6 separate regions of the Mus musculus genome follow, and regions 2, 3, 4, 5 and 6 are each linked to region 1. Evidence: chromatin contacts called from public HiChIP or PLAC-seq and promoter capture Hi-C data. All regions are on one chromosome and are shown on one strand. Each heading gives the region's core, a stretch centred on a gene start, on an enhancer-like site or on the middle of the called end of the contact. The rest is flanking DNA. Distances are from core to core; before and after follow the strand shown.

Region 1 (3,254 bases), core at 365-2,864:
AGAAGGCAGGTTAAGCAGCCCTTTCCAGAAAGGCTTCCTTTGTCCGGACCACCTGATCTCTCTCGGGCATTCGGGTAGCTTTGCTAAATGTGGACACTGTAGTGCTGTGCACGTTAGCTTTTAAAAGCAAATGTTTGATCCCTGGTATACTTTGATCACTTGGGTACACTCGGACAGATAGCAGTGTCCTGCTTAGTTTCCTTTCCCTGAACCTTAGAACCGGGAGGGTAGAGCATCGGGCTGGATCGGAGCGCCACCTACTGGTACAGGTGTTAAAGACTGTCAGCTACATTGTGGCGTCCTCAGTGGTCTCAGGCACACACATTTACATACACTCAGTCACGAAGCAACTCCCAGTTGAATTAAGTACTGCAGAATGTGCTACAGCTAATTCAGACTTCATTCCAGTTTTAATAAGATCTATTTTTTTTCCAAAAGAAACACAATAGTGGGGGGGAAAAAAAGAAAGAAAATACTCGGTACTCAGGATATGAATGAAATGGCATCTCCAGAGGGCCGATGGGAATCCTGGACTTGCTTACTGGCTGTTTTGCAAAACAGGTTTTTAAAAAGTTACTTTTCAAAAATCATACACGAAATGAGGAACCAAAACAGTCGGGTATTAGGATCCGTTTAGAAAGCCCTAAGAAGTGGCTTTATAAAGAAGACTAGCTGGTTGGTCTGTTTATTCCAGGACAGTCATCCTTCTGTAAGATCTCCCCGCAGAACTAGCCACGTTTATGCCACAAACACCCGAGTAGGTGTGAATGCTCGGTGCAGATAGCAGAGTAATACTAGCAATCCTTAATCCCTAAAAGGATGTCATTTTTCAGTTTATTAAATATTTTCTCAACCCTTATCAATCTTAACTTTTCCAATCTTAGAAAACAATTTGTTTTGTGAGTAGATATAAATAAAACATACAGAAGTTGCTCTCTAAATCGAGAGAAAACTTTTCTTTGCGCACACTGGGGCCCGATGTGGATAACAGGATCATTAGCGACCAAACAGATGATGCCTCTTTCTCTCTAACAGAGACTCGCTCAGCGGCAGAGAGCCCTTCAATTCCAGCAGAGAGGTGAGCTCAGAACTTGTCACTGGTTTCTGCTTGTACTTAATCTTCCTGTTTATTCTTGCTTCATTAAAGTCAATCTCCACAGGGCAGACTGTCATCCGAGCTCGGCCCATCCTGCTGTCTGCGCTCTCCAGAGAGCGTGCTTGATCCTGATAAACAGACTGCGAGCCAGGCATGTGACTGAACGTGACTGAACTTCTTAAGGGAAATAGAAGACATAAAGGCGCCCCTCCCACACCCTCACAGCAGAATTTGTCAGGCAGGGCCATCCTCTCAATGGGGATGATGCTTTTCCAAAAGCCTGCCTTTCAGACTGTCTGAAGTGAGATAGAGGGTACTTACTGTTATCGTTGTGTGGCACGAGGCCCTTCAGGTTGCCTTAGCTGATGTCATTCATCTGCCAGGCCCCTCTCTTGGGATTCAGTATCATCTAGAAGCTGTCTCCTGAATGATGTGCTACCCCGCTAGGAACTGCAGACAAAGATACTGTCTGTGTTAGTTACTTCCTCATAGCTCTGACCACACGTCAGACTATCCCAGCATCCTCAAGATTTCAACATGAGAAAGCAAGAAAGGTCTTGAAGTCTGGACCCTTCCAGTAACTACTAGAAGTCCTATTGGAGGATTTACTACCCCACCCAAAGGGCTACTCTGGGCTTCCGGCCACCGTTCAGTTTCTCAGTGGTAAGAGCATTAGTGAAGTGGATTGACAGCTCAGCAGAGAAAAAGCTGCCCCAGCCGCTGTGGGGTTGGGGTGGGGTTGCAGCCTCTGCAGAGCCTCCCACGCTCAAAAGCTCAGCTCTCTACTCCATCTCTGGGCAGTGGCTTTTCCCTTGTACCTCTTACTTTGATCCTGTTTCTTGGCTTTTCTTAGGATGTATTATTTAGCACTTTATTCTTTTCCATCTTAAAATTGAATTGTTAAGTTAGGGGCTAGAACCAAGAGTTTGTGGAAATGGTTATGCAGTTCCTTCTATTAGGGGACTAGGGGAGTGTACTGAGTGAAGTTTCTCTTCTGGGTGCTGCTGGGAGACGAAGACTTCTGAGAGGTGAGGTATCAGGCCTTTCTTTGAGCATTGACAAAGAGGACATGTTGAGGTCCCCAAAGGAAGAACCCTCAAGGGAGCGGCCAGAGAGAGTTCAGGTGGGGGAAGTCGCAGGTCAGTTGAGGGACTTGGTTGATTTTTATGGCAACAGTGGCATCTGAACTCAGTCATGAAGGGTTTGGTTGCTCTGTGACATGGATACTTTGATTTTATCATTGTCAAGAGCTGAGAATACCACTTTTCATAAACATATATAGCACAAAATGTTAGGAGTGTCATTAGAGTCATTTCAGAAGTTGTTGAAGCTAAAATTTCTTTATTGGTTTCTTTTATGAAATTCAAGCCGGTAGTCAATAACAACTGGATTCAAGATCAAGCATTCCAACACAATTCAATCCAACAATATGCTAATTTGATGCTCACATAGTAAAGAATGATGAAACGAGAGAGCTGGCGAGATGGCTCAGCCGGTTAGAGCACTGACTGCTCTTCCAAAGGTCCTGAGTTCAAATCCCACCAACCACATGGTGGCTCACAACCACCTGTAAAGAGATCTGACGCCCTCTTCTGGTGTGTCTGAAGACAGCTACAGTGTACTTATGTATAATAACAAATAAATCTTTGGACTGGAGCGAGCGGAGCCAACCAGACTGAGCAGAGGTCCTAAATTCAATTCCCAACAACCACATGAAGGCTCACAACCATCTGTACAGCTACAGTGCACTCACATACATAAAATAAATAAATCTTAAAAAAAGAATGATTGGACAAAAATATTAAATGTCTTTGTTTTATATAATCTGTATATGTCTCTATATATGTCTTCTATATGTCTCTATGAGAATTGAAGACCTTGTATGTACAGAAAAAATACAAAATCCAACATACAGTAGCTCTGGCCTGAGCTGGGGTGATTCAGGCAGTGACCATGGGTGCTGTGTGGTGTCACAGTTCACCTGGTACATACAGACTGGCATGGTATGTTCAGATCGGAGGCTATAATGAAGTCACATGAAGCAACAAAGACAAGTACTTATACAGACACACTGATGCGTTGCATGCTTAGTTGGGAGTTAATTGTTTATGATTCATGTAGAAACCTTTCATTGTTGTCCAGACCGTCTCAGCCCCAC
Region 2 (3,254 bases), core at 424-2,923, 920 kb before region 1:
CTGAAACTTATATTTAAATTTGGGTCTTAACTCTACCCATACATTCCAAGCCTCCTAAAAATATAAAATAATGGTCTTAAGCACTTAGGAAAACATGGTTAGCCTGTACAATAAATATATGATAAGGACCAGTGGGTTTTAAGCCATGGTCTCTGAACCCCGATGAACTGAGGAATGCCAGAGGTTACATAATGGGATAACATCACTATCTTACAAAGGAAGATGGACTTGCTTATGTGGTTCTGTGTTTGAAAGAATTCTCAGTTGCTTCTGGCAAACTGCTAATATTTCTAGACTCAGCATATATAAACAGGAGTTCTTTGAGATGCCAAATAACTCTTAAAGAGTATAAAAATGTTCCAAGACCAGAAGGTTAATTCACTGCTAAAATTAACAACCCAATCTTGAAAAGTCAAAATACCTACCTGTTTCTAGTAGGAACCCCTCCTGCCAAATGGTCATTGGCTCCTTTCCCTCAGTGACAAAAATTCCCTTTCTGGTTCTTTTCCTTGGTTATATAACAAACAGGAGAAGGGGGCTAAACCTTGGGTCCTCTATTTTTCCTGATACATTTATTCCCACGTTTTCAACAGTATTAATGCCTCTCTGCAACTGAGTTCCTCTCGGTTTTTTTCAGCCTTCTCTCTCTTGTGCCTAATACTCATTCCTCTGGGTTTTAATCGGTTGGCTTTTAATTAACTAAATGCCTGCAATTACTCCCTCAACTGAATACGCCCAAAATAAAAAATTAACCTAAAATCCATCCCTCTCTCCCAATTTTCCCATTATTCTTTGTTGCTCCCCAGAAACTTCAACCACCTGTTAACTATTAATATATATTTGTCTCCAAATTATTACACCAGTTCCCCCAATCCCTCGATTGCCTTCATGGTCCATTTTTCCCTCCTTGCTGAAAAAAAAACCTCTCAGAAAATATCCTTTTGGCGTCTTCCTTCAATCCTGTTCCTAAACAAAGCTGCCTTTAGGCAATCAGCTATCATCTTCTCCCCACTACGCATGAACCAAACTTTCCAGCCCGCTCTCCAAATCTATGGTTGGGGAAAGAGTGGGGCTTCAGATAGAGAGAAGGAAATCCCACACGTTCCGATCAAGAGGCTTTGGTACCGGAGCTCGTTCAAAGCTGTAGTGCGAACATGAAATCGAGCAGGCGCGGCTGCCGAGTGAGGGCCGGGCAGCATGGAGCCATGCCCGCGCACAGGACAGGCCTGGCTCGGGAGGCCTGGCCACGCAAGGTCACCTTCGCGCGCCAGGCCGCGGGGCGGGGCGGGAGACCAAGTCCCCGGATCCCGATCCCTGAGAGCCTGTTCCCTGATCCCGATCCCCCGCAACCGCGACCCCAGGGCCACCGCTTACTCGTTGCGCAAAAGTCTCTCCTGGCGCCTCAACCTCTCCCGCAGCTCCGCCGAACTCTGCCGCCCCAAGTCCTCGGGAGCTGGGGGCTCGAAGCCGCGGGGCAGCGAGAACATTGCGCACGGGCTGCGGCTGGCGCGGCGGGCAGGGATCCCCGGCGGGGCCCACGGCGGGCGCTGGCTCCGCGGCCGGCGGCGACTCTGGAGCGCGAGCGGGAGTCGCCATTTTCCCGGAAGAGCACGGCTTCTCCGAGCCGAAGGGAGCTTTATTGAAATGCCGGAAACGGACAGGCCAGGACGAGGGGACGCCCGAGGAAGCGTGCAGGGGCGGAAGTTACATCACCGCCAAGGCGTCTGGGTTTGGCGGGCTTTCTCTGGATGGGCCTTTTGCTTTCCCGGCTTTTCGCCTGTGCACTGGGAAATATAGGACACTCAAGTCAAAGACTTACAAACTCACTTCTAATAAGTAAAATATGACGAAAGTAATAGAGCGTCGCATCTACGATTAAGCAATCAAAGTTTTGGACAAAAAATTTACAGGGATTCCTGAATGGACATTAATCACAGTTAAAATAAATAACGGGGTTATAATGATGGCTCAGTGGCTAAGAGGGCATACTGCTTTTGCAGTATGCCAGAGTTTGGGTACCAGTGCCCCTGTTGGGTAGCTTACAAATGCCTTTAGACTGCAGCTCCAGGGCACTTCACAAACTCTGGCTTCTCCAGACACCTGCGCACAAACACACACACATTAACATAATTTAGTCTTCAAAAAATAACAAGTGACCAATATAGCTAGCTATAATAAAATGCATATTAGAAACAATATAGTCAGGTATGGTCGTGCATGCCTTTAAGTCTGGCTGACTGAGTTCAAGGCCAGCCTGATCTACATAGTGAATTCGAGGTTGCAAAGTGACTCTGTCTCAAACAAAACAAGATTTGAATATTTGAGCAAGTCAGAATATCAGGAATTAGAAAGGTCGACCATGTCAACTGTTGGAAATAATGAAGAGCGACTGAGATTCCTACAGACTGCTAATGGGGGAGCAGAGGATGCAAAATAGTACAGCGTCTTTGGCAAGTAGTTGGACAGTTTCTGATTCGGGCTTTGCTGCCCTGCCCCTTTTTTATTGCTAGGCAGTATTGCATTGTGAGTTGTGTGTTTATGCTGAAGGATATTTGAGTTGTTTTCAGTTCTTAATGATCACAGATCAAGTCACTGTCAACATTTTTAATAGATGTTCATGTCAACATAAACTCTCATTTCTCTTAAGAGTGGGCTTATTAAGCCATATTAACAAAGGGAATAGAAAGGAAGAACGGCTCCACTCTTGACTTCCACGGCCTGAGAAATTCCTCTAATCTTTTAGGGATTTCAAACCAGGGTTTGTAACTTTGATGCTGAAAATATTCAGGACTAGGAGAATAGGAGTCTAATAAAAAATATTTTCATACAGGCCTAAGTATGAGTGTTCAGAGATATAAAAGTGCTCAAATGGAACATATACCCAGAGATGGGCATGGGCTTCTCAGGGAGAGTCACATTTCATTGTTTTTATAACACTTATACCTGATGGACTTCGAAACAATTATCTTTGAAGCATTGCTAAGAGATCTAAGAGACCACAGCATGTAGTTAGTTCTGGACAGTTAGGTTTCAGGAAGCCCATATATCAGATATGAACTCATTTTGGAAGATAGAAGAATTTTTGGTGATTAGATAAAAGCCAATATTCTTCAAGAACTTGTGAGGTGTTTTTACCATCCCCAGAAGGAGTCCTCCCTACAGCTGATCTTCCTACTTCTAATCCATGTGGTTTCTTCACTCCACACTTCTCTTGTGCTCTCTCACTATAACTTATCTCTTGCTATTTCCATTAT
Region 3 (3,254 bases), core at 563-3,062, 640 kb before region 1:
TATCATTTTTCATTTTCAAAAATCAACGTCAGTCTAGCTCATGTCAGAGATCAGAGACAAACACCCTCCCCAGGGCACCCATAAAGGGACATCATCCTGATACTACAAAAAGACAATATACAGGACCATCGCCTAAGGAAAAGGGAAGTCTGATTAGTGGCCACGTTGCAGCAACCACCAGGAGACTTGTGAGAGCATACTTGGAATACCAGAGAGCGTTAACTTAGAGATGACTGTTAACCCAGGGACAACCGTCTTGTCCTAAAACACGTGTGACAAAACGTCCCATAAAACATATGTGACAGAAAACCACCGGATTCAAACAGATGTTCAGCCTTCCCATTGTCCTATCAATCTTAGGTCACCTGACAGGCGATTGAGCTGAGCTCTGCCTTGGTACTGGAAACGCTAACCCCCTAACTCAGGTGTTATTTATTCTATCAAGGAACATACACATGGCTGCTCCTGAGGACGCGAGCACACATCAAAAATAACTAACTCACAAATGAAACCCTTCAGGGTCTCTCCACTCCCAGGAAAATCCCCACGTTTATGTAACACAAGTGCTTTTGTGTCTGTACACACGTGCCTGTGTAAGGAGGAGGTCTACAAAAGCTCACCAAATCCTAAGTGTTCTCTTCATCTGAGACACTTTTCCGAATCACTTGGTTTTCCCTGACAGGACTATATAACCTTGACTCTGGCAATGACTTCAGAATTTAATGCCCACACTCCAACCTCCTAAATAGAAAGTGCCCCCGGAAATATTTACTGTAAATAGAATTAGGAACAAAGAGAACTTTTATTTTTTAAATGGCACCACCTGCGGTCTAAGGTTAGCAGGCTGCGTCCACAGGCTCCCCTGGTGGAGAGGTGGGTCAGGAGCCTGAGCGCTCTGCTCTTCCAAACTTGGCTGCACCCAGAACCACCCGGGGTCGCTTTTTAAAAGTTCCCACCGCCGACTACCCCCAGACCCCTGGAGTAGAGATGTACCCAGGGTGGGGGTGGGGGGCGCGAGGAAGGTGAGAATCTTTTCATTGGTTTTGATTTAAATCTCACCAGGTGTGTAGCCCACTCTGCAAGCCAAGTCCTCTTTAAAAGAACTCCTACAGTATTTTGAGCAGGGTACTCGGCGTTGGAAGGGTTCTTGGGGTAAAAGGGCACGCACACAGTAAATATACAAAGTTCTTAAAAAAAAAAAAAAAAGTCTCTGTAAGTCCAACACCACAGCCAGGCACCTACCTTGAAGCCAAACGGTGATGCAACTTGGAAAAGTCCCTCAGAAAGCGAAAAAAGTGCTCTCGTGGTTTAAGGGCTTTCGGGGTGACCTGCCTGGACAGTGCAGTGGCACGCGGGGCCAGGACAGCGGAGCGGCCACCAGCCTGTTCTAAGGAATGGCTTAAAGAGCACTGAGATCAAACACTGCAGGGAAGGGTTGGGAGTGCGGTGCTCCGTGGGGCTCGCCCGCAGCTGTCACTAGAGCCCTGTACAGGCTCGCCACCAACTGTCCGACTCGTCTGCAGTACTGGGCTCAGCGTAGGAGGCAGGAGCGCACCTCCAGCCCCGGGACTGCAGCCGCGGCGCCCGGATCCCACGACCGACGCTGAGGCTGAGCACTGCGCAAAGCTGCAGGAGCTCGAGCCTGTCGAGTTCCCGGGCACCGTCTGGGCTCCGGGGTCCCGCGCACACCCTCCGGGCTCCCGCTCGGAGCTCACTTACCGCCTCTGCCTCCAGGGTCCCGCTCCGGCAGCTGCCCGCAGAGCCGGGCCGGAGAGCAGCGGCCGCCGCGTCGCCAGGAGGCCGCGCCAGCCCCGCCCCGCCCTGCAGTCGCCCGCCCTCCCGGGAGGAGGAGCAGGCGGGTCTGCGTCCGGACCCTCCCAGCGACCCAGGACCCGGCGGACCGAGGACTGCGGCCCCTCGCGGACAGTCCCGGGCGATCCCTGAAACCCTGCCCCATCTGCGCCCTGAGACCTCCCTGCGCCCATACCAGCACCCCGTTCCCACCCGCAGCCACTCTCTTCTCTCTCTCAGCACCCCCTTACAACCCCTCCTCCAGGAAACTTTCCCTATTCCGCAATCCCACCCCAGATCTCAGTTTCCCCCCATTCTTCCACTCAGCCTTGTTCTGTCACCTAGAAGCAAATCACAAAAGGCACGAAGTGACAAAGTGACGTCTATAAGCTAAAGCTGGGCCTAGCTCTGAGGTCACCTGGCTCCTGGTAGCAGCACAGACATTAGAGACAAACTCTCAGGCCCTAGTTTAGTTAGTTTTCCAGGGAAGGTGGCATTACATTGCCAACTGGGAAGGCCAGGGTGTCATTTCCAAGTTCAGTTTCCTCCATTGTAAAGTGAGCGAGGCACTCACTCAACGGCTTGTTATTCCTGAAGAAAGGACTGCAGAAATGGCATGTGTCTTACAGTATTTTAATAAGTAAATGTTTACTGACAAACATGTTGAATAAAATCAACACTCAAAAATTCAGTCACTCAAAACAGTAACGTGAAAAGATTTCAAAAAGTAATAGTGATTATTTTGTAGGAAAACTGCAACAGCAATAGAAGAAAAGTTGCACAGTGATGAAACGTGCTTGTATTTATTTACAGAGCTGGAGAAATGGCTCAGAAGTTAAGATCTGTTTCTGTTCTATAAGATCTGGTTCAATTCCCAGCACCATCAAGACAGCTCCCAAAACCTTTGTTAACTTCAGTGCCAGGAGGATCTAGTGCCATCTTCTGGCCTCCTCGGGTACTGCATATATGTGGCGCACAGGTATACATGCAGGCAAAACTTGAAAAAAAAATATTTTCAAGTGATCTTTAAAAAGAAGACAAAGGAGGAAGCTATTCTCCCTGGACCCCTTTGGAAACAGTGGGTCTACCAGGCATGCTCCACGCCTAGTCAGCCGAGTATAGTTATGAATGCAACCTTTGTCCCTCCTCCCAACAAAAAGAAAGTAGTAAGCCTACTTAAAACATTGCACGTTTTTGTGAAACTTGATTGCTTAGTTCTCAAGTCTGGGCTTTGTAGATGATAAAACTGCATGAACAGTGTTCTCAACGGGACTGCTTGCCAGTGCAAAGACATCTGGGTTTTGGGTATATCTGGAATTAGGCAAACTGTAAGGGAGGCTGTGCTGGACGATAGAAAGGGTGTCATATAACACAGGCGCAGACACATGTTAACCATGCCTTAGACACCTCAAAATGCCTGCAGTGGAACCTGCACCTAAATGGCTCTGAACACCGGGATTGGC
Region 4 (3,254 bases), core at 435-2,934, 630 kb after region 1:
TGGCCGTGTTCGCAGGCTGTTACTAGCGGAGCCATCCCAATGACCGGGCTTTGTTTTGAAACAGAGCTAGTCCAGGCTATCCTTGAACTTCCGATCCTGCTGCTTCAGCCTCCCAAACGCTGGGACGGATTGTGCTTTTTACTTTCTCTATATCCGGGGGCTACAAATCATTTAGGTGTATATACTAATTCAAAGGCAGCGTCAAGTCATTTGTTGGTGTTCTTTTGTTGTTGGTGTTTTGTTTGTTTGTTGATTTTTGTTTGTTTTCCGAGACAGGGTTTCTCTGTATAGCCCTGGCTGTCCTAGAACTAGCTCTGTAGATCAGGCTGGCCTCAAACTCAGAAATCCACCTGCTTCTGCCTCCTAAATACTGGGTGGGATTAAAAAGTCATGTGATACCATGCCTATATTTTCTTTGTGTGTGTGTGTGTGTTTTTCTTCTCTGTCAAGTCTGTGTCAAAGGGAGACATACGGTAACTATCAGCACACAACAACAGCATACTTGGTTGAGCTGAAATTATTCAAAGAATTACTGAAAAGATATAATCATGAACTGAGCTCCTAAGATGAAGACACACTCAGAGTGGAAAAGAAACCATAAAGGATATCTGAAAACCATGCGGTGTGCAACTTCGAGGGACTGCCAGTATTCATCAGGAACAAAGCTTGTCTGCACTAAGAAGCAGTTAAGTATTCGCAGAGCGATGGTAAACAAGACCAGGTAAGTGTTTTCTCCAAGAAGACCTGGAAAGCAAATCAAAGCAGTAAGTGTGGCATAAAAGTGAGCGAGTTCCCCCCACCCCCCAATGCCACATGCCCGGTGCACTGGCTCCCTCTCTGTTAACACCTTCCACAGCACTCCACTGAGCTAGCTGAGGCACTAGCTCAGGGGTGGAACTCTTGTCTAGCTTGCTGAGGCCATGGAGTGTTTTCTATTCCCTAGCAATCTGTAGGGAATAGAAAACAACCCACGAACACCTCCCCCCACCGCAAAAAATAGATACAAACCCCACTAAAGAACACACAACGCACACACACACACAATTTGTTAACCACTGGTGAGTCTGAACCTGTTTTACTTGTGAGGATGCTAAGGTTCAGAAACTGCTTTGCCCAACACAAAAATACTGTTACTGACTAGGTAGTCGGTCGGCTGTTTCCAAAGTTTGCTTTTCCCAGTGTGCAGGCAGCCTGTATTTTCGCTTTAGTTACCAACAGTGGTGGTGCTTGGAGGTAGGGAAAGATTTTATGTGAAAATCTGTATGCCAGGTGTGATGATGTGACATCACCACACAGCACTGGGGAGACTGATGCAGGAGGATTGAGACACGTCTAAGCACAGTCAGCACAACACAGCGAAGAGACTGTGTTCAGCGAGCCTGAGCTCATTGCCACCACGCTGTGTAGTCCCAGGTGCCCCGAGCTCTGCCGTGAGCCCGGCACTCACCACGGCGCGGAGAGCGTTTCTCCTGCGCGCTCACGTACTGCCTGGACTTCCTCCTCCGCAGCTTCATTTCTCCCGAGCTGCCGTGGAGATTGCGGGAGGCCGGGTTATAGTCGGCGGCCTGGGACTCCATCCTCCCCGGCTACCTGCAGCCCACGGTGCCCGCCCCTCACTTTCTTGTAGGCGGACACATGCCACTAAGATTGGGCCCCGCGAGCCGCCGTCCCTTCGCTGCTCCGGCACTACCGCGGCAGGAAGTGCTGCCGGAAGCGGATGAGTCTCCGGGTGGGTCAGGAGCAAACCTCCCTGACCAGTGTTCAATGCTGGAAAAGACAAAAATAAAGATTCTGGATTCTTTACTCCGCCTGACACACCTCGCACAGCGCCCGCCGAGGAGGCGCTCGGAGGTAACAGAGCAGAGGGAGGCAGTGCATCGCTGAGGACCAGCTCCCGGGTGACCGCGGTGCTCATCCCTCACGCCACGTCCTCGCGTGGGAAGTTTCATCACGGTTCTTACAATAATAGGAAAAAGTTATAACTCAATGAATTTTTATTATCAATTTTTTACCACCCCAATGGATTTCTCTATCCCTAATTATCTATTTTCTAATCAACTTTTTATTTTCTGGAGTCGATCTCACTATGTAGATCAGACTGGCCTTGAACTCGGGAGAATTACCGTCTCTGCCTCATGAGTGCTGGGATTTAATGCCTAAGCCACCACACTCTGTCTCCTCTTATCTTTGTGACAGGGCCACAGTCTTATATAACCGTGGCTGGCCTGGAACTTGCTGTGTAGACCAGACTGGCCTCAAACTCCTGCCTCTGTCTTATGGATGTTGGGATCAAAAGCATGGGCCATCATGACCAGCAATCAAGGCATTTAAAAAATTAGTTGGTGGGGGCTGGAGAACTGGTTCAGGGCTTAAAAACACTGACTGCACTTGCAGAATACCCATATACTAGCCTGGTGTCTCCGAGGGTACCAGGCATGCGTGCTATTGCAGATACATACATGAAGACGAACACCCATACACATAAATTGTCTTTTGTGTGGTCAACTGTATAATCCAGGAGAAGACATGCTTTTCTTTCCTCGGCGAGCTTAAATTATGCCTGAGAACTATTTAGGGCAAGCTCCTTACAGTACAGGAAGGAGTTGCTGATTATTTTTGTGACCTGAGGCTTGGATTAAGGATCCATATCGGAGTCCAGAAAGTGTGTGGCTCCTTCCCTGTGCTCTCTTCATTCACAGCCTCTGACCCAGATGCTGAGGGGGTTGACACGGAAAGTGCTGTGTTGTTCATTTGTCACTTTCTACTGTTTTCAGTTGTTGGATCGAGAAGCAAAATCTTCTACACCCCCACCCCATTTTTCTCAAAGAAGGCATGCAAATGATTTGCGTTTGATTTCTCCTAAAATATCAAAAGAACTCAACATAATTTGCTTTTGCTTTTTTTGAGATAGGCTCTTACTATGTAGCCTTGGCTGGCTTGGAACTCAGCTCTTTAGACCAGACAGGCCTCAGACTCACATAGTCTCTGCCCACACCTGGTGCTGGAATTAAAATCCTGCACCACCACACCTGGCTCAGTGAAGTTTTACAGCCTCTTAAAAATCGCTTTTGTCATACAGCTTGCTTAAAAGAGTTACAGCTACTGCAGAAGGCATAGTGAGGTCACTTGTCCCCTCTCTCTATCATCCTTTAGAGGAAGCTTAAACAGAGACACTCACTTCTGAGTCCTTTCGGGCACCTCTTGGAGAAAAAGTATTAAACGACTTGAAAGCCGTCAGCCATCCCTTCCCCTCC
Region 5 (3,254 bases), core at 322-2,821, 580 kb after region 1:
GGTAGAACACACCTTTAATCTGGGCTACACCTTCTGCTGGAGACAATATAAGGACATTGGAAGAAGGGAGTCTTGCTCTTGCTCCTTCGCCTGCTTGCTGTGTGAGACTGAGTGAGTAACTGCTGGATCCTTGGACTTCCATTCACAGCTGCGACTGAACCATTGTTGGGAATTGGGCTGGGGACTGTAAGTCATCAATAAATTCTTTTACTATATAGAGACTATCCATAGGTTCTGTGACTCTAGAGAACCCTGACTAACACAATCACCTTCAGGTCTAGATTTAATGATTTTAAAAAGTCACTTCAATAATCCAAGTCACCAGGTGTCTTATCTACACCAAGTCATGGGGGACCGTGCTATCTCGTCTACAGCTCATAAGTAATCAAAGTAAGTACCACTTTACAAACCCACTCACTGTAAAGCCAGCTTTGTTATTTAAATTTTCGCCTGTTCACCAAGTTGGAAGAGCAGAGTGTAGTAGCATAGGCCTGTAATCCTAACACTTGGGAAATAAAGGCAAGGGGTTCTGGAATTCAGTGCCAGCTACACAAAGAATTTAAAGTCAGCCCGAGTTACTCTGAGAAGCTCTGTCTCAAAAAAAACCCACCACCCAGAACTCCCCTCTCACCCAAACAAAAACGAGGGGTTAGGGATCTACCTCCTTTGTAGAGGGCTTTCTTAGCTTGTGTGAGGCTTGAGGTTCAATCCCTAGTTACAGCAACACAAATATCAGATCTAAATGTGAACTAGCTTTTGCCCAACATCAGCTTGTTGAATGGTTTCCTTTACTGTTTACTCACTAGACAGGTAGGGGACAGAGGAACGGTAACTTCCCTCTGGGGTGAGTGCACTCCTATTCACCCTCTTCCATCCTTTTAGACTAGGCATACTCTAAGTGACAAAAACATGAAGGTTCTAGGGCTGGGAGGTGTAGTTCAGTAGAACAGAGATTACCTACCATGCACAAGTCCCTGAGTTCGATCCCCACGACTGCAAATAGATAATGCAAAACAAAAACCATCCTGGACAAAAGATCATTTGTAGTGAGGTGCCTCCTATACACCTTCAGAGTAATTACTTTGTGGATCGTGCATTTAAACTTGTAAATATAACAGCTTGGTGACTAGTGAGTGGGAGTAGATGGTGCCTCAAACACTATTATGAATTCGACTTTCAAAAGCATCTAGCTCTCTGCCCAAACCCACCAAGTCGCAGTCTGTCTCTCTCGCCATCTTAATCTCTTCGGCAAAAGCAACTCTTTCCTGATAGCGAGAAGTCTGGCGAAGGCGTAGGGCCCAGTCTTCTTACAGAACCGACGGAAAGCAACAGCAAGACGATCGGAGTCCCGTAAACTACAATTTCTGGGGAGGAAGACGGTGGGTGGAAACCCTCCGTCTTCCAGTGTGGCAGCCCGTCTCCGTGGCAACCGGCTGCAGGCGTGGGAGCCCGGATGTTGTGGAGATCCGCAGTCGCTCCGCCCAGCTTCCGGTAGCCTCAGGGGTGCGGGCCGTACGCATCTTCGGGAGTCGTAGTTCTTTTTGCTCGCCGCGAGCTGGCAGGAGACGTAGGAGGAACTTCAAGTCCCAGCATGCCTTGCTGCGCCGCGCCTGCCACCGCTTCCCCGCTGCGGACGCCTGCGAGCAGGTTGTTGTTTTTATGAGGCGTCACTGGCGTCTGGAGCGCGGACGCCGCCACGGTGACAGCTGGCGCGGTCGGGCGGAAGAGGCGCTGTCTTCGGGTAAGACCCTGGGGCGCAGGTCGGGCTGATGGGGCGGCCGCGGGCTGCAACTCGTACCTTCGGGCGCAGCGCCGGGAGGCTTTCTCCTGGTGGATGCCTTGGTCCTCGGGCGACCTCGGGCGGAGGGCGCGACCTGGCAGGTGTTAGGCGCGGGCTCGCAGGCTGCAGCCCCGCGAGCTCGGAGCTGGGCGCCCCGGGATTCAGGTGCAGCTGCATCCGTATGCTGAGATGCCGCGTGCGTCACTCTGAGCCGGCTCGGAGGTCCCAGGTGTCAGGAATAGAAAAGTGTGCACCCCAGAAGTATACTCCTATTCAGCCCCGAAGCCTGTTCTCCGCCCGTTCTTCACGCTTCCCCTCCGGGTCCTTACCAGCGTTTGTTAGGCTGACGGCTTGTCCTAAGTAGCAGCTGCGCGTGTGTCGTTTGTGTTTACCTCTCATTTATCCCAACTCTGCCAGGGGCAGCGCCCGAGTTCTAGACCGCAACCAGCTGGGGTGTTTTCCTTAAGGGTGAACCATCATGCACTGCCCTCTCCCACTTTTGCTTTATTGGCTGTATGGGGCTGCTTGTCCCTAGAAAGGGCAACCAGTTGGTTATTCTCAGTTAGGGGTGCTATGAGACCTTTCCAGCAAGGTCACATAATGTTTGAAATGTCAGCACTAACTATCTTAAAGACCCAATATTTTTTCTTTCGCCTTTTTTTTTTTTTTTTGGAGTGGGTGGATTGGGTTTTTTTGGTTTGTTTGTTTTTGTTTTTTGAGGTAGGGTTTCTCTGTGTATCTCCACCTATCCTAAAACTTGCACTGTAGTCCAAGCTGACCTCCAACTCAGAAATCCGTTTGCCTCTGCCTTCTGAGTCCACCGACTAACTTTAAGATCCCAATCTTAATAGGTCTTAGATTTCTCAGGGGATATTTATCATGTATAACTGGTGTGAGTAGTTTGCTATTCTGACAAGCTCAAGTCACAGGGGAACTGAGAAGGTTGTTAAGGGTGAGTTAATGCTTTTGGCTTTTTTTTCTTGCTGTGTATCTCTGGCTGTCCTGATACTAATATATCCCAGGCTAGACCTGGGAGTTCTCTTGCCTAAGCGTCCTAGGCACTGTGATCGTAGTTGGGTACCATGGAGCCTGCTGTAAATGCTGTTTTAACCCTGTTACACCAAAGTTGAAATTCCAGTTAAAGGTGGTACCCCAGATATTTAGAAACTGAAGCAGGGGAATGGCAAGTTTGAGACCACTTGAGCAATATAGTGGAGAGCATATTTCTGTATAAAAAGACCGGAGAATGTAGTTCTTTGGTACAGTACTTGCTTAATGTATGTGAGGCCCTGAGTTTAAGCCCCAGGATGATCAGAACAACTCCTAGAACCAGTTTTGTACTGTAAGCCAAAGAATAGACTGTTGTGTTTCCATTGGAGTTTTAAGGATATTTAGTTATGAAGGTGATTGTCTAGGATGTGAAACTAAACTGACCTCTTTACGCTTTACTGTGTTTTCTGGGGATGCACCACCT
Region 6 (3,254 bases), core at 262-2,761, 540 kb before region 1:
TTCTGCCTCCTGAGTGCACAACTTGTGGCTCCAGTTATTTCTCTTACTTCAGGCCCCCAATAGTTTCTCTTTGTAACCTCACCCTAAACTCAAGCCTTCATGGGCCTCCATCTTACCCTACTGGAATCCTAATGTTACAGTTTACCACAACACAGCCAGTCACCCTCTCGGTAAATGACTAGAAGAGGAGGGCAGGCACTTTCTCCTATGCAGATCTGTACTGTGCTCTTCCCTTTATACTCACAAAAACCACTTTCCTCTTATTAAATTTCATTTCATGAAGCCTGTGCCCTAACTTGACCACAACTCAGTGTCAATTCTGTGGCTTTATTTTCATTGTATTTTCTCATCTCGACTGGAAACTTGCTCAAGTAAGGCGAGTATTTTACACTGGGCATGCTCATAGACGATGTACACAACATAATGTTTTGATTAAACTAACATAAACTTAGACTCAACTTTTAGTATGAGGTTCTGAGGACTGGTACAAGGTTCTAACATTACAGACATTCCCCACCTAAATTCCATATGAAGGTAAAGAAAGTCAAGGAATGTTCTGCTTGCCTGCCTCCCAAGCTCCCATACCGAACATATTCGCCTAACATAAATGTTGTGCCACTTCCGAACTGTAGCAGGCATAGCCATTTCCCTTTCACCTTGTTGCCAAAGTACTAAGTCTGTTCAAGGGCTGAAGGGTAGGCCTGTTCTGTCTGAATGGCACAGAATAATTCTATCCTAACTCTGAATAAATCCTAACACCTAAGATAAACATGTCAGTTCTATTGCAGATGCAGGCAACTGAGGCAGGCCCCGTGATGGCCAATGAAACATGAGGTTAAGTCTATAGGAGAGGTTTCTGGAAAAGATTTCTTAAAAGACAGGGTTAAAAAAAAAAGGTCTTTTCGTCTACTGGATACTGTTTGTGGTGTCTCAAAGCTGTCAGAAGGATCTGCTAGAAGACAAAGCAGGAACTCTGATATGCAGATTTCTAGCGATCCTGCTATGGGCTTCTTGACTTAAGAACAAATGCTCACAGGCCTTTAAGCCCAGCACCTGGGAGGCAGAGGCAGGCAGAGGTGAAGGTCATTTTGGTCTATATCACGACTTCCAGCCCAGTCATTAGTACAGTGTCTCAGAGGCTCCCTCATAAAAATACATAAAAATGCATGCTTCTTGTTTGGAAAGCTCTGGAGGAAGATAAGGTGTATTTATTCAAGAATGACAACCATGAAGCTGCCTGTGGGAATCTGTTGCCTGTGGGTCTATGCTCACAGATCCTGTGGTGAATCTGACTGTTGGTTGAACACAGGAAACAGGGCTAACTGGGGATAACCTACTCATTCCAGATAACAGATCAAGGCCATATAAGATACAAAGCAATCTCCACAGCAGGAGTGCTGGTTTGCTGTTTCCTTTTCTTTTGACTTTGAATGTTTATAATCTAGAGCTTTTCCTCTCACCCTGTCTCTGTTCTTTCATGGTGTGGGTGTTCTCGTAAACAACGGAAGTAGAGACAAGCACACTAGACAGAGAAGCAGGAGATGTGCCTTTATAAATACTCTAATTTGGTGTTTCAACAGCATCACGTGCAAAAGGTTCTCTAGGACTGCTGAATTCAAAGGAGGCTCACCACCATACAATCAGCAGTCTACATTTTGATTAGTTACCTGAGTTACAGGAAAGAGTATCATCAGCTAAGCCTCACCAATGGAGGAGGCCTCAGACTTGACGTAACCATTCTCAGTTTCACCCATGCCTTCTTAGAGGCTGAGCTCCCAGCTCCTCTCCCATGATTAGTAAGTACAGTAAAGGCAGACAAGTCATATAACAAAGTGTAAAAACGGGCTGTGGCAAAAATTATGCTGAGAATTTTGGTAAAACAGTGCCAAGATAGTGAGCAGGGCTAAGTTCCATCATTCTCTCTGTAACTTCAGCCCCGTTACACAACTCTAAGTCAATGGGTCTTTCATCATCTTGCCTATGTGGGCAACAGCTGCTTAGCATTTACTAGACAGCTGAAGCCATGATGTCTGAAAAAGTGGCACAGACTGCTACTAGCCTGAAGCAGCTGCTGCAGCTCAACATGTCCACCCTGGAATGTGGCTGACACAAAGCACAGGTGACAGCAAAAGCTGTGACTTTAAGAAGCCCAGCATAAGGCTGGATGTAACTGAGGCCAGACTGGGAACGCAGAGCTGCTGCTGAGGCTGACTGGTGAGGCAGGGATGTAGTGAGCCAGTTCACTTGTCCAGTAACACCTCTTTTTCAAAACATTTTTCTCCAGCAAGTCCAACCCCTCCAAAGTTGCTTAGAAAAATATGGGTAACGTTTTAAGATTATTGTTTGAAAGATATTTTCACATTATTTTACTTAATCCTAATAAATATTATCACTTATAATTATAGTATCTCAAAAAATTCATCCCATAGGATAGTTCTAGAACTTATCAAAATTAATGTTAAGAATCAGGAGAAAGGGCCGGGTGGTGGTGGTGCACGCCTTTAATCTTAGCACTTGGGAGGCAGAGGCAGGCAGATTTCTGAGTTCGAGGCCAGCCTGGCCTACAAATTGAGTTCCAGGACAGCCAGAGTCACACAGAGAAACCCTGTCTCAAACAAAACAAAACAAAACAAAAATCAGGAGAAAGGAAAACAAAGTGAACCACTTAAGCAGCCCCGCCAATGCTGCTCACCCAGCATTATCATCCCCTGGTAAGTTTTCATATAAAAAAGGTGAAAAGCCTAGTAGTCAAAGGCTTTTGTTTGTTTTTAGTCAGGGTTTATCAGTGTAGACCTGGCTGTCTTGGAACCAGGATTAGCCTCGAACTCAAGAGATCTGTCTGCCTCTGCCTGGGATTAAAGGCATGTGTCACCACCATCCAGCTACAATTGTTATTGGAAACCATCACATTATTTAAAAACCTAGGAAGATACACATAAATAATTCAATATTTCTTCAACGTATAGCAAAGTCAGAATATTTTCATAATTTAAATAGGATTTAATTGAAATTTTGTTGACTCAGAGACTCCAAGTAGAAGATTTACACATATTATGAATAACAGAGAAACCCACCTGTGAGAGGTGAAGGAGATCCCACTGGTGTTGATGGGTTTGATGGAAAACTACTGCTTGTGTGGTCAGGGGAATAAATCTAACCAGAAAATAAGAGATATATATGCATCAGAATATAATAGCAGCAAAACCACAAACCTGTTCATGGCGCTGTTCTGTGATCTCAGCCATACTACCCAA

Evidence for each region. Promoter capture Hi-C pulls out the DNA fragments that hold promoters and counts their contacts. HiChIP or PLAC-seq counts read pairs in DNA pulled down with a chosen protein or histone mark.
Region 2: a promoter capture Hi-C map of liver shows a contact between it and region 1, with 10 times the contacts expected there. The contact joins the promoter of Polr2m here to the promoter of BC065403 in region 1. A contact is called at or near these places in 2 of 39 promoter capture datasets (hippocampal neurons and liver) and 1 of 115 datasets of contacts at active chromatin or transcription factors (bone marrow-derived macrophages).
Region 3: a contact with region 1 is called in an H3K4me3 HiChIP or PLAC-seq map of bone marrow-derived macrophages, with 8 times the contacts expected there. The contact joins the promoter of Cgnl1 here to the promoter of BC065403 in region 1. A contact is called at or near these places in 2 of 39 promoter capture datasets (cranial neural crest and frontonasal cranial neural crest), 1 of 15 datasets of contacts at CTCF or cohesin (the NIH/3T3 cell line), 4 of 115 datasets of contacts at active chromatin or transcription factors (bone marrow-derived macrophages, embryonic hindbrain, embryonic midbrain and 1 more) and 1 of 9 other capture datasets (embryonic stem cells).
Region 4: a promoter capture Hi-C map of erythroid cells shows a contact between it and region 1, with 12 times the contacts expected there. The contact joins the promoter of Pigb here to the promoter of BC065403 in region 1. A contact is called at or near these places in 2 of 39 promoter capture datasets (erythroid cells and liver).
Region 5: a promoter capture Hi-C map of erythroid cells shows a contact between it and region 1, with 19 times the contacts expected there. The contact joins the promoter of Ccpg1 here to the promoter of BC065403 in region 1. A contact is called at or near these places in 1 of 39 promoter capture datasets (erythroid cells) and 1 of 9 other capture datasets (pancreatic islet).
Region 6: a contact with region 1 is called in an H3K27ac HiChIP or PLAC-seq map of T-cell acute lymphoblastic leukemia, with 6 times the contacts expected there. The contact joins the enhancer-like site here to the promoter of BC065403 in region 1. A contact is called at or near these places in 4 of 484 Hi-C or Micro-C datasets (pro-B cells, stem cell-derived neural stem cells, tail fibroblasts and 1 more), 5 of 115 datasets of contacts at active chromatin or transcription factors (the NIH/3T3 cell line, T-cell acute lymphoblastic leukemia, embryonic basal ganglia and 2 more) and 1 of 9 other capture datasets (embryonic stem cells).

What each region holds. Positions count from the first base shown.
Region 1 is chr9:72,408,253-72,411,506 of GRCm38.p6, forward strand. BC065403 (cDNA sequence BC065403) reads right to left here and starts at 1,615. Exons shown (of 2, transcript NR_152222.1): 1 at 1,418-1,615; 2 at 392-1,236. It overlaps Gm27230 (a long non-coding RNA gene), which reads left to right. Exons shown (of 8, transcript XR_003948355.1): 6 at 1,036-1,078; 7 at 1,161-1,759; 8 at 2,465-2,643.
Region 2 is chr9:71,484,310-71,487,563 of GRCm38.p6, forward strand. Polr2m (polymerase (RNA) II (DNA directed) polypeptide M) reads right to left here and starts at 1,674. Exons shown (of 4, transcript NM_178602.3): 1 at 1,375-1,674. The coding sequence starts at 1,487.
Region 3 is chr9:71,769,790-71,773,043 of GRCm38.p6, forward strand. Cgnl1 (cingulin-like 1) reads right to left here and starts at 1,813. Exons shown (of 19, transcript NM_026599.5): 1 at 1,720-1,813.
Region 4 is chr9:73,038,015-73,041,268 of GRCm38.p6, forward strand. It overlaps Pigb (phosphatidylinositol glycan anchor biosynthesis, class B), which reads right to left and starts at 1,685. Exons shown (of 12, transcript NM_018889.3): 1 at 1,448-1,685; 2 at 609-744. The coding sequence starts at 1,577. Pigbos1 (Pigb opposite strand 1) reads left to right here and starts at 1,704. Exons shown (of 2, transcript NM_001308425.1): 1 at 1,704-1,851.
Region 5 is chr9:72,983,933-72,987,186 of GRCm38.p6, forward strand. It overlaps Ccpg1 (cell cycle progression 1), which reads left to right and starts at 1,572. Exons shown (of 9, transcript NM_001286544.1): 1 at 1,572-1,741. It overlaps Ccpg1os (cell cycle progression 1, opposite strand), which reads right to left and starts at 1,444. Exons shown (of 2, transcript NM_001198789.1): 1 at 1,209-1,444. The coding sequence starts at 1,235.
Region 6 is chr9:71,872,915-71,876,168 of GRCm38.p6, forward strand. It overlaps Tcf12 (transcription factor 12), which reads right to left. Exons shown (of 21, transcript NM_011544.3): 13 at 3,075-3,153. Among named protein-coding and RNA genes, the nearest start is that of Cgnl1, 100 kb to the left of the region's middle. Within about 2 kb of position 1,512, at least 38 of the 459 cell types and tissues checked have an H3K27ac peak or open chromatin away from gene starts, as enhancers often do. A contact at or near this core is called in T-cell acute lymphoblastic leukemia, where this site is marked.